Regions from separate parts of the Sus scrofa genome. Here regions 2, 3 and 4 are each linked to region 1. The links are chromatin contacts, called in public Hi-C and promoter capture Hi-C maps. All regions are on one chromosome and are shown on one strand. The core of a region is the stretch at or near the end of the contact, and the rest is flanking DNA. Distances in the headings are between cores, read along the strand shown.

Region 1 (2,781 bases), core at 126-2,625:
TTCCAGTGCCCCAGGGATCCCTGGCACAGGGTATGGGATGAGCTGCAAAGCCCTGCTGGCCACTTCACCCTCTCCTCCATCCAAAAAGTATCCCACCACTATTGGTCTCTGGCCCCACACACCCGCCCCCCTGTTCTTTCAGGCCTTTGTGTCTCCTCTCCTCCCTTCCTTCGCCTGCCCAGAAAGCACTCTCCGGGCGCTAGGTCACAGACAGACATCCCTCCTTTAGGAACCTCCCACAGGAGGAGCCCAGAGCCTCCTCCCCACTTGCTTTTTCAAACGAAAGCCGTTACACTGACCAACTATTACAAGGCTATGACCTTACCACTTTCACTAACAGCCCAGAGGCCCCACGCCATCCCCAACGCCATGCAGGAGGCTGTGTGCGACGTAAGGCATGGAAGGACTGGGTCCCTCGTTCTGGGGTCCATTAATCACAAACATGGCGCTTACTCCCATTTAGAAAGCAACGAGCTAATTGTGAGGGAGGGGGAGACTAAAAGGCAGGTCCTTTGCCCTTGGAAAGGTACCAAAACGTGGGAAAGGATTAAGATGATAAAAGGCGACATAAAGTAATGTGGAAATACACCCTGTTCCGTAACTGCCCATCAGGTGAGCCCAGGTCTCACTCCTCCTTGAACCTCTAGCCCAGAGCTCAGTCCCGAGAGCAGCAGGCGTCTCCAGCTCTTCGTTACCCCTCTCCCTAAACTCTCAGCACCTGCTAACTGCGCTGTTCACGTGCCGCCGGTGCAGGAAGGGAGGAGGGGGTTATTCACAGTTGCGGCACCCGCCTGTAACAGACCCTGGGTAGGAACAGCTTTGCCCGGCAACCCGGCCGTCAATCTCCAAAGCTCGGGGGCTCTGGGGCGAGCCTCCCCAGGACCTAGGAGAGCCACGAGATCTCGGAAAGCGGTCGTTAAGAGGTCGGCGGTGCAACGTCCCAGCGTTCCGGTTAATTCCAGTCCTGCCCGGCCAAGAGCAGTGAGCCTCCACTGCCGCGGACGACACGGGAGGCAGACCTCACGGGGCCGCAAGGACACCACCAGGTGCCCGCAAGACAGCCCTCCTAGCTCTTGTCCCACCTGGTCCACCGACCAGCTTGGGCGTCCGGTCCTCACACGCCGCAGGGTCAACTCCAAACCCCGCTGCGACCCCACCTGCCTCTCCAAGTCCCCGCCTGCCTCTGTCGGGCCCTCTGCCGCACCCCGGGCGGCCCCTCCGCGCCCCGCGCGCGTCTCTCAGGTGAGCCCCTCGGCGGCGCCTCACCCGCGCTGGGCTCCATGGCGACGCCGTCAGAGCGCGACACCTTCCCCGGCGGAGTCCGGCTCCAAATGACGTCACCCGCGCGCGTTCTCCCCGCGCCTGCGCACTGGCTGCAGCGGGGGGGTGAGGGGCGTGGCGCCGCCGCGGAGGCCTGGTGGGAACGTTCTGCAGGGCGCGTGCGCGTGCAACTCCGCGAGCCTGAGCCTTAGGTCTTGGACCGGAACCGTCTTGAGCGCCTGCTCCCGCAGGCGTCTGCGGGGCGTTGCGGGGTGTGGCTGGGGTGTCCCGTGCCCCTGGCCTCTCAGCGCCCACTGCCAATTCGAACACACCCACCTCCTCTTTTGGTTCCCCAGGGGGCCGCCTTCTTCCTGGACGCCGCCTGGATTCCTCGCCCATGATGCGGTTCCTCTCTTCTGAGACGCTAGACGTGGCACACGACATTGTTTTCTGCTCCTCGACTTCTCCCTGCACTATCCTCACACACACACACAATTCCGAAAAGTATGACTAGTTCAATAACAACAAAGGCTGGCTCCCGAAAAGCCAGAAGAGTCCCCTCCGCCTGGGGAGCTGCTCTGTGCTTCCAGGCTTCAGTCCATCCTGTACAGGCCCCCCTGGAGCCTCGCTTCTCGTCGCCATGGCACCCGGTGGTCACTTTGAGGTCGGATGGTGATTCCCGGGGGCCCGGAACATCCATCCCACAGTCTGCAATCTCCGTGAAAAGCGGGGTCTCCTCACCTCTCTCTCTCCCTGCCCTGTCCTACAATCAAAGCCCTGTCTGCACCTCCCAGGGAGCAGTCTGCTTTCTGCAGGCTCTGATTTTGAATCCTTGTATGCCACAGGGTTAATTACAGGCTTGCAAGTTGGTAATATAAAAAGCTAAATTTCATAGACATTGAGTCATGTGTTCAGAAGCCTTCGTGAATACACTACTGTGACTACTGTGTGTATATATGGTTTTGAAATTATATAAACGTATATTTCCATATAGACTATTTTATATAGATATTTCTATTTTAACTTTTTAAATTGCCTCTAATTTCCAAGACCGTAACCCTAATCTCAAAGAGGCAGTAAAGTAATGAGTTATGAGATTCTGATTCCCTCACTTGTAGCTGAAAATTGGGTGTTAGTTATTTAAGATCTCTAGAGCTGTTTCCTCACCTGTACAATGGTGACATTAACAGTACCTACCCCAAAAGACGATTAAATGAGATGTCAGGAGTAGAACATCTTGGCACCCGGTATGCATGCATGACCTTTTCCCTCATTGATTAGGGAGGAAGGTTTTGGAAAAGTCATACATTCATTCAGTAAACACCTCTTGTGCACCTATTATGCTCCAAGGTACCATGCAAAGCACGGGGGCTGCAGACAGAAACAAGGCAGGGTCACCAGCTGCCTGGGTGGGTAGGGCATGTATGGCAGACATGAGGCCACTAAATGAATGTCAGCTTGCCCATCTGCCTGGGCACAGAGAAGACCACACTTCCCCAGCCCGTGGTGTACTGGGGCCAT
Region 2 (2,781 bases), core at 74-2,573, 620 kb after region 1:
CTGTGTATATGCTCGAATGTTCTTTTTTAGAAACCCTGACTTGTTTAATGTTCTTTGTGCAGGCAAGATAAAAAACTACGCTAAAACCCTGCTTCTCTGGAGCAGCTCCTCAGAGTAATCTGGGAAGCAGGCTTCTGGGCTAGTCCTCAGTTTGGGTCAAATAAAAGTTTTTTTCTATTCTTACTATTTATTGTTCATTGATTAATTTCATTGGCAATATTAAAGAGCAAAAACAGCGAAAGAATAAAGTGATGTTCATAGATACATATTTATCAGATGTTTGAGATGGGCAATAACAATTTCATAACTAAATATTGATAGTCATCTATATTTTATCACGCCACTTTCATTAGCTTCTTAGAAAACACTTGGGAGTTTTAAAAATATTGTTGCCCTTTTGCAAATGACGCTGAGACCCAGGAAATGGTTACTTATTCAAGGTAACTGGGAAATCGTCCTTCAATACAACACAGGTGAGGAGTTCCTGCCGTGGCGCAGTGGTTAACGAATCCGACTAGGAACCATGAGGTTGCGGGTTCGATCCCTGGCTTTGCTCCGTGGGTTAAGGATTCGGCATTGCTGTGACCTGCGGTGTAGGTCGCAGACGCGGCTCTGGATCCCGGGTTGCTGTGGCTGTGGTGTAGGCCGGCGGCTACAGCTCCGATTGGACCCCTAGCCTGGGGACCTCCATATGCCGCAGGAGCCGCCCAAAAAATGGCAAAAAGACAAAAAAAAAAAAAGCCACAGAGGTGAGTGAAAGGCAATGAACGTTGCCTGGTCAGTGCAGGTGCTGCCAATGGCTTACTTACTTGACAACAGAAATCCCAGCGCTCTGGGGCATCCAGAAATCACAGGCTCCAAGGCCGGACTCCACTGACCATAACCTGAAATAATGCCGCTGTGGTTCTTTTCGTAGTTGGAACAATGTGTCTTTAAGTGGACAGTTTCCTTTAAGAAGAAAAGAAAACTGCGATGTGCTTGATGAGGAAAGCCAGCGGCAAAGAAAGAACCAGCAGCTCCTAGACATGAGCTCTCAAGAGGCAGGGGCACAACGCTCCCTTATTTTCAGGGGGAGACATTTTTCTCGACAGTGATCCCCGCAGGAACAGAAGAAGGGCCAACACCGCGCGTGTTCGCGGCGCGCGCGTCCGTCCCCGCTCCCATGGCCAGCGCGTACGCATGCGCACGGGACGCTCCCCACCGCGCCCGCGCCTCGCCCCTTCCCCAGGCGACTCGCGGGGCCCCCTTCCGCCACACCCGCCATGGCGGCGGCGTCGGCCCGCCCCTTGCCCCGCCTCCCGGGACGCCGCGCGGGTCACCTGACGCGGCTACGGGCTGAGGAGACACAAGAGAAGCTGCTGTCGCCAGTGTCGGAGCCGCCACCGCTGCCACCGCCTCTTGGAATCGCAGGATACTCCGCTTCGCCGCCGCCCAGCCTGCCGCGACATGCCGTCCGAGAAAACCTTCAAACAGCGCCGAACCTTCGGTGGGTGCCGCGGGCCGGCCGCCGACAGAAGGCCGGGGGCTGGGGGGGCTCCGGAGGCGGAGACCGGCCGAGGGCTGCCGGGCCTCGGGGCGCTGGGGGGCCGAAGCGGGCGCCGAGCGTTGCGGGGCTGAGGCGGGGACGGCCGGAGGGCCCGGCCTGGGGGCCGAGGAGCGGCGGGGCGGCGGGGCCCGGGGCCCGGGGCCGAGGGCGCCGAGACGCGGCGCTGCTGAATCACCTCTTGGCCCCGGGCAGCCTGTGACACGCACCCACTTGGGCCCTCCGGCCCTTGACGGCCCCTACGACCAGGCCGCGCCGTGCCCGGGAGGGTCGTCTTGTGGGGGCGGCTGGCCCGGGCCCCGGCTGGCGCCCGTACTCTGAAGTGGTGGCACCGAGTGTGCAAGGAAGTCGTCTCCTGCTGAGCCGCCCCTCAGGTGAGGGTCGCGCGTGGAACCTGAGCACATTGGGCCTCGGCGGAGAGGAGCGACTCCGAGGCCGCCGTCCTCGCGCCCGCCCCTTCCCGGGCAGCCCCGACTGGATCCTGTTTGGGGCACCCGGGCCAGGGTGGGTGGCTTTTCTACCTGGCCCGCGACAGACAGCATTCTGTGACACCGCAGCGAAGCGGTTCTCTCCCGGTTCGGGTAGAATCGCCACTTAGGTTACAGGCCCTCGATGGACACTGAAAGTAGCAGTGCCATCGCAGTATTTACTCCTGCGCACAGAGCCATGGGAAGGAAGTGATGGGTAGTCATACCCGTGCAATGCTTACTCCTCCTTTTAAGCACGTGGGGTCAGTTCTGCAATAACACCGCGGCGTCCCTGGATGTCCATGTGTGGGGCTTGTTTGTCGCAGCTCTGGGAAGCCAGGTGGAGTCGGGCGGGACCAGCCTTCCTTCCTGCCTTGTCGCCGTGAGTTTCCTGCCCTAATCTAATCTGCTGTAGGATCTTGAGCAGCGATACTGCTCCTCTGCGACGGTCCACTTGCCCAGAGTCTCAAGAGCTGAGCGTTCCCTTGAGTTTGGAGATGGTTTTGTCGATCTCATTATTGATAACGAGATAATGATGGATAATGACTTCATTTCTTGTGCCTGAGAAGCTCCAGTAAATGAGATTCACCACGACCTGCACCTGCCCAGGGTAGCCTTTCAGCCTCTTGAGGCAGTTGATTGGTTACAAGGCTGAGACAGGTTGTGTTGTTTTTTGTTTTTTTGAAGAAATTTTCTCTTTAGTGACTTTCGCCAACTAAGCAGACATTCGTGAATATTATTTTTTGTGCAGTCCTGAAGGCACCACTTGGA
Region 3 (2,781 bases), core at 184-2,683, 580 kb before region 1:
GTATATTTTCTGGTATCATAGTTTATAGATACATGGAAAACCATACTTCAACGCAGGTACTGCGGGAGGTTTGAGGCCAGTTTATTTCTCCCTAAGGTTTTAACTCAAATTTGTAGATGGGCTTTTTTCCGGGAAGGCTACTGCCTAGGATTCAATGACCAGCCAGTCTGTCTGTCTGTCTGACACATCTTTTCCCACTGTACTTCAATGAAGCAGTCCTAAGCAGACACACAGAAATGTGCTGGCCGGCAGGCACATCAGCTCCAGCTTTTAAAACCACCAGTTACTCTAGCTGTCACTAAGGGGGACAGACAACCTCTTCTTACAGAGTCCTCACGTGCATTCTAGGGCAACAGTGCCCATGATGCCAACGCTGCCTTTCTAAGCGTGTCTCCATCCTGGGAGTCTGGGGCAGTAACATCGGAGGAATCACAATCTTTATGCACACGCCAGACACGGATCCCTACACGTGAAGCTGCTCAAGAGCCAAACCGCAGCGTCAAAACTTCCGGCAACTCAAAATCCCAACTACAAACGCTATCGAATCATTACTCAGTTAATGACAGCTTGCTTCTATAAAAGCTACTGGCTTGAGAAAATTAATGTACTACTTGTCGCCCAAAGCGCCTCTAATGCCACCCAGGACGGTTACGGCATCTCCCTTGGCTGCGGCTACTGCTAGCGGCCGCCTACCGGGCGCGTGCTAAATGCAGGGAAAACCTATCTGCCTTCGCGGGTCCTCCGTTCATGGTCACGGCGACCTCGGGGGCGGGTCTGGACTCCGGCCGGACCACTGTGAGCTTCCAGCTAGGACTGCTCGGAAGCCAATCGCCAGCCCGTCTCCTGTCCCGCTGATTCCGAGGCAGGCCCCTTCCCACGCTTACCAGGGTGAGGGCCACCTCCAGCATTGGGGCGAGGGCCAGGGTGCCGTGGAAAAGGGGGATACAGTCCACGAAGAGGGTGTGGTGGGCGCCAGGGCCGCCCAGGGGGAGGTGTTCCTTGCGTGGCTTCTGCTTCTCGGCCACCAGCAGTCCGTTGACGGCGCAGTGCGGGTACTTGGCGCCGTGGAGCACCATCTTGCAGTAAGCCTGGGTGGTCAGCTTCACCCCGGGCATGCTGAGCCCGGGAGGGCCCCGAAGGCCCGGCGCCGGCCGAGGCCTGGATCCGCCTCCCAGCCGCGCGGCGCCTCAGGGGAGAAGCAGGACGAGGCAGCGGCTGCCCGGCGCGGGCTCGCGGCTCTGGAGACCTCCGCAGGCCCGGCCCCACTCGGTTCCGGTTCCTCGGACGCTGGCTCCCGCCGGGTAGAAACCAACTCGCCCGCCTCAGCCTCCAGTCGCTCTTCTCGCCCGCGCCGCCGGAAAGCGGTCCCCCACTGTCCGCCGGAAAGCACCCCGGCCCGGCGTTTTACGACGTTCGCGGCCCTCTCCACTTCCGGTCCTGTGACCTTCGGCGCGGCCGGGCGCGGGGTGGAGTCCCCTCTCGATCCCGTGGTGCTCCGCGGCAGGGTCGCGCTCTCTTCCGGTCGCGGGCAGCCGGGGCGTAGAGGGCGGTCGCGACAGGCGCCGAGGCAGTGCTGAGCGACCGAGGCAGGTGAGGCGGGCGGCGGCCGGTTCACGCTACGAGGCGCTGGCGGGTCGGGCGCCGGGAACCCTCGGGTTTGCGTGCTCGCCGCCCGGCGCCAGCAGGAATCGGCGGCTGGGCCTCGGATCCCGGTGACATTGAGGTCGGCCTGCGGGGGCTCTGGTCTCGGGGGCTGCCGTGTCGCAGCCTATGTGCCGGCCAGAAGCACCCGGCCCATCGCCGCTTTACTTGTCGCGGCCGCGGGCTGGCTTCCGGCTCTGACCTTGAGCGTCCGCTGGCCGCGGGCGCCGGCCCGAGGGCAGGTCGCCTTGCGGCCTCCCGGCCACCCGATTAGACGGAGCTTTGCCACCGCTCCGGGCAGAACGGTGCTCCGGAGAAGGGGCTCGGCTTCCCGGCCTGGAAGGCGCTCAGCATCCGCCCACGCGCGGGCCAGGCCCTGGGAGAAACTGTGGGAGACGGGAGCCAGTTCGATCCTGACGTCATGCTTCTCTTTATTCTGCCTGTGATGGGTATTTTTGGAAGTCATTCGAGGTCCTTTTCATTGTTAACAGTCCCTTGAAAGGTGCAGTTCTAAGGGACCGGTAGGTAGGGGAAATGGGCTAGATTCAGGAAAGGTGCAGGTGAGAGGTGAGTCATCCAGGGCATTTATGGTCCTGCAGGGATTGGAAATGCACGGGGACCCTGCTTGCAGCCTTTCTTCCAGGTTTCGCTTTTCTGTTGATTGCACCTATGGGGTTTTTAACCAAACGGTGAACGCAGTGCCTGTCACAGTCCCTTTGACCTATTTATCTTTTCTCTCTAAACAATGGGGCCCACAAAGGGGAGCGGATTCTGTCTTTTTCAGAGTCTCCTTTAAATTTTTTTTTTCTCTTTGCTTTTTAAGAAAGCCACTGTTCTACGAATTGCTTAAAGTGTGTACATGTTACAGTGCTTGGTTTATAACGCAGCTCCACTAAGGCGTGTTGACTGCCGAGAAAAGAAAAAAAACAAACCTCATCCTAGGTGTGAATTGAGAGATCAGTTATGTTGGGAAGAAAAAAAGGAACTCCAGTGACTCCCAAAATGCACTGGGGCAAAAAGGAGACTCTTGCCTGGTAGGTGTTTACTCTCATTCATAGAAAGGGTACATTTTTATCTTTCAGGATGTTGGCTACCAGAGTATTTAACCTCATTGGCAGGCGAGCAATTTCCACCTCGGTG
Region 4 (2,781 bases), core at 120-2,619, 520 kb after region 1:
GTGGCTCTGGCGTAGGCTGGCGGCTACAGCTCCGATTGGACCCCTAGCCTGGGAACCTCCATATGCCGAGGGAGCGGCCCAAGAAATAGCAACAACAACAACAACAACAAAAAAGACAAAAGACAAAAAAAAAAAAAAAAAAAAAACTCTGACCTCTAAGACAAGTCCTTACAGAAGCAGAACTCAAAATTCAGATACAGAACCTGATCGAAATTTTTAACTCATTTTCAGAATCTTTTTCTTCCAGAAAACTAGTCCAATTGCCCAAGATTTCCCCCATCTTAAAGTCAAACTAGGGAATAAAACCGAGATTGCGCTGCTCTCCTTCACCTCCCTGCCCATAAAATGTGTGACAGCGCCACCTACTGGCAAGCAAGCATAGGACTACGGGCTCCCAGCTTCGAGGTGTCCAGCGACCTGGCCCTGCAGAGATCTCTTGAGCAGTTTAGCCTCTTCAGTCCCATTCAGGAATAGACATGAGGTGTGGAAAGGAGGTTGGACTGGCCTCTGTGCACTCACTTATCTGCTGCAGGAGCTGCGATAATGGGACCTTTCAGAGCTGCCCAGCAGCATATTTCAAAAGTCAAGTACCGAACGGGCTGTGAGCCAGAGGGCACAGGGCTTCCTAAGACCAGGAGAGCAGTCCAGGGCAAGCTCTATGGGGAAGGACCAGGCTAAGGGAGCCCTGACCGACAGCCAAGTTGGGGGCCTGGGGAAGAAATCAAGGGCAGGAAGGCAGGTGCTCAGTGCCCAGTACAGGACCTGGCACAGGGGGAGCCCCAGGAAATACTTCAGGAAGTGAAAGGAGCTGAGTCAACCAGCACGCAGGCCTGCCTACTCTCAACCACAGCCGTGGGCATGCCGGGGGTACAGCCTGAACAAGGCAGGCAGGCTTCCCCTCCAGCCCAGCACACACTGGAGGGGGAGACACTGGAAATACACAAATAAATATATAGATAACAGTTCCACGTGGTTTGAAACAGAAGTTAAAGTCTCCAGGTAGGTTCCTCCACATTGCTCCCAATAAACACTGCTACAGGAGGAGCCAGGGTCACCCAGAGATGGAGGCCTCTTGAAACTTTCATTCATGTGTTCATTCAGTAAATATGGACGGAGTGTCTACACAATGCCAGGTACTGCAATAAGCACTCTGGTGCGTCAGCTCTGTCACCACAACCCCTATGAGGCAGAGGGAGAATCTGTATTTCATAGATTCAGAAATGTATTCCAGGGAGGTTAATTTATCCAAGGTCACACAGCTTCTCAGTAGCAGAAGCAGGATCTGAGCCGAGGTTCAACCCCAGGGGCGTGTACTATGTGTGCTGAGCCTCATGATGGCCTTTCATCCGGGAGATATTTACAGAGTTCCTGCCACAGGGCAGGCACTGAGCCAGGTCCTCGGAACACACCAGTGAGCAGAACAGAATGAGGGCCTTCCCTCAATTAGGAGCTGAGGCTGGGAAGACAGATGAGAAACAACTGAAGGAGAGAACAAGATGCAGGGGAAGGGGAGGCGAAGTGCCCAAGAACAGAGCAGGACACACCCGCTTTCAAACTTAGCCTTGACGTCCTCTTTCTGAGCCTGTTTCCTCAACTAAAAACAGAAATAAGATCAGGGCCAATGTGAAGATTAAATACCGGGAACCCAGGACATACCCCACACAGGACCTGTTTGTACCAGCAGCTCAGGAAGAAAGGCTGCCAGAGGCCTGCAGGGAGGGCGGCTGAGAGGGGCAGGAGCTTGGCGCTGTTTAAGAGTGCTCTGATGGCCATCCCGGGGACAGCCGGGTGGCCATGACAGGAGAGAAAGCCAACTAGCACATCAAACACCCTGTTGGTGACAGTGCAGAGGTCCTTGGGTATGTTATGTTTTTTTAAGGGGGAAGATTCTTGGGAGTTCCCGTCATGGCACAGCGGAAATAAATCTGACTAGGAACCATGAGGACTCAAGTTCGATCCCTGGCCTCGCTCAGTGGGTTAAGGATCTGGCGTTGCTGTGAGCTGTGGTGTAGGCTGGCGGCTACAGCTCCGATTGGACCCCTAGCCTGGGAACCTCCATATGCTGCTGCTGCGAGCATAAAAGGACAAAAGACAAAAAATAAATAAATAAGGGGAAGATTCTTTTTGTTTAAGACTTTTTATTTTTATAGTGTCAGACTAGCAAAAAAAAATTCAGAATAGTATAAAAAATCCCAGGTGCCCTTAAACTGGACACCTCCAGTGTCAACACCTTCCCACATCGGCCTTCTCATTTTCTCTTGCACACTTCTTCTCAGAGCCATTAGCGAGTAAGCTGCCGCACAGATGCGATGCCTTCAGCCTCTATGTACTTAACATGAGTGTCTTTAAAGAGGAATATTCTCTTTCCAACTACAGTTGGAAAGCATCTCAAAATAGAGAAATCAGCTTTGATATAATGTCACTAATCCACAGGCCTTACTTGGATTTCACCCACTGTCCCAAAAACATCCAAAGAAAAGCCCAGAACACACACTGCATTCCACTACCCTGTCCCTTTAGTCTCCTCTCACCTGGAACATTCCTCAGTCTGCCTGGGCTGTCTGGGGTCAGTTATTGTGCAGAATGTCCTTCAAATTAGGTTTGTCTGGAGTTCCCATTGTGGCTAAGTGCTTAATGAACCCAACTAGTACCCATGAGGACTGGGGTTCGATCCCTGGTCTCGCTCAGTGGGTTAGGCATCTGGCATCGCTGTGAGCTGTGGTGTAGGTGGATCTGGTGTTGCTGTAGCCAGAAGCATCAGCTCCAACTCAACCCCTAGCC

What was found. Promoter capture Hi-C pulls out the DNA fragments that hold promoters and counts their contacts. A called contact is a pair of places that touch in the nucleus more often than the background predicts.
Region 2: a contact with region 1 is called in a promoter capture Hi-C map of liver, with 5 times the contacts expected there. The contact joins the promoter of MAP1LC3B here to the promoter of MTHFSD in region 1. A contact is called at or near these places in 1 of 5 promoter capture datasets (liver) and 3 of 47 Hi-C or Micro-C datasets (embryonic fibroblasts, heart right ventricle and omental adipose tissue).
Region 3: a promoter capture Hi-C map of liver shows a contact between it and region 1, with 8 times the contacts expected there. The contact joins the promoter of LOC100624067 here to the promoter of MTHFSD in region 1. A contact is called at or near these places in 2 of 5 promoter capture datasets (fetal skeletal muscle and liver) and 1 of 2 datasets of contacts at active chromatin or transcription factors (alveolar macrophages).
Region 4: a contact with region 1 is called in a Hi-C map of fetal liver, with 2.2 times the contacts expected there. The contact joins the enhancer-like site here to the promoter of MTHFSD in region 1. A contact is called at or near these places in 20 of 47 Hi-C or Micro-C datasets (alveolar macrophages, brain, embryonic fibroblasts and 13 more) and 1 of 2 datasets of contacts at active chromatin or transcription factors (skeletal muscle).

What each region holds. Positions count from the first base shown.
Region 1 is chr6:2,559,735-2,562,515 of Sscrofa11.1, reverse strand. It overlaps MTHFSD (methenyltetrahydrofolate synthase domain-containing protein), which reads right to left and starts at 1,375. Exons shown (of 8, transcript XM_003126813.4): 1 at 1,267-1,375. The coding sequence starts at 1,282.
Region 2 is chr6:1,939,611-1,942,391 of Sscrofa11.1, reverse strand. MAP1LC3B (microtubule associated protein 1 light chain 3 beta) reads left to right here and starts at 1,323. Exons shown (of 4, transcript NM_001190290.1): 1 at 1,323-1,486. The coding sequence starts at 1,447.
Region 3 is chr6:3,136,271-3,139,051 of Sscrofa11.1, reverse strand. It overlaps LOC100624067 (cytochrome c oxidase subunit 4 isoform 1, mitochondrial), which reads left to right and starts at 1,433. Exons shown (of 5, transcript XM_021093705.1): 1 at 1,433-1,590; 2 at 2,724-2,781. The coding sequence starts at 2,725. It overlaps EMC8 (ER membrane protein complex subunit 8), which reads right to left and starts at 1,422. Exons shown (of 5, transcript XM_003481777.4): 1 at 885-1,422. The coding sequence starts at 1,115.
Region 4 is chr6:2,037,114-2,039,894 of Sscrofa11.1, reverse strand. No RefSeq gene overlaps it. Among named protein-coding and RNA genes, the nearest start is that of C6H16orf95, 42 kb to the right of the region's middle. Within about 2 kb of position 1,369, at least 13 of the 83 cell types and tissues checked have an H3K27ac peak or open chromatin away from gene starts, as enhancers often do. A contact at or near this core is called in fetal liver, where this site is marked.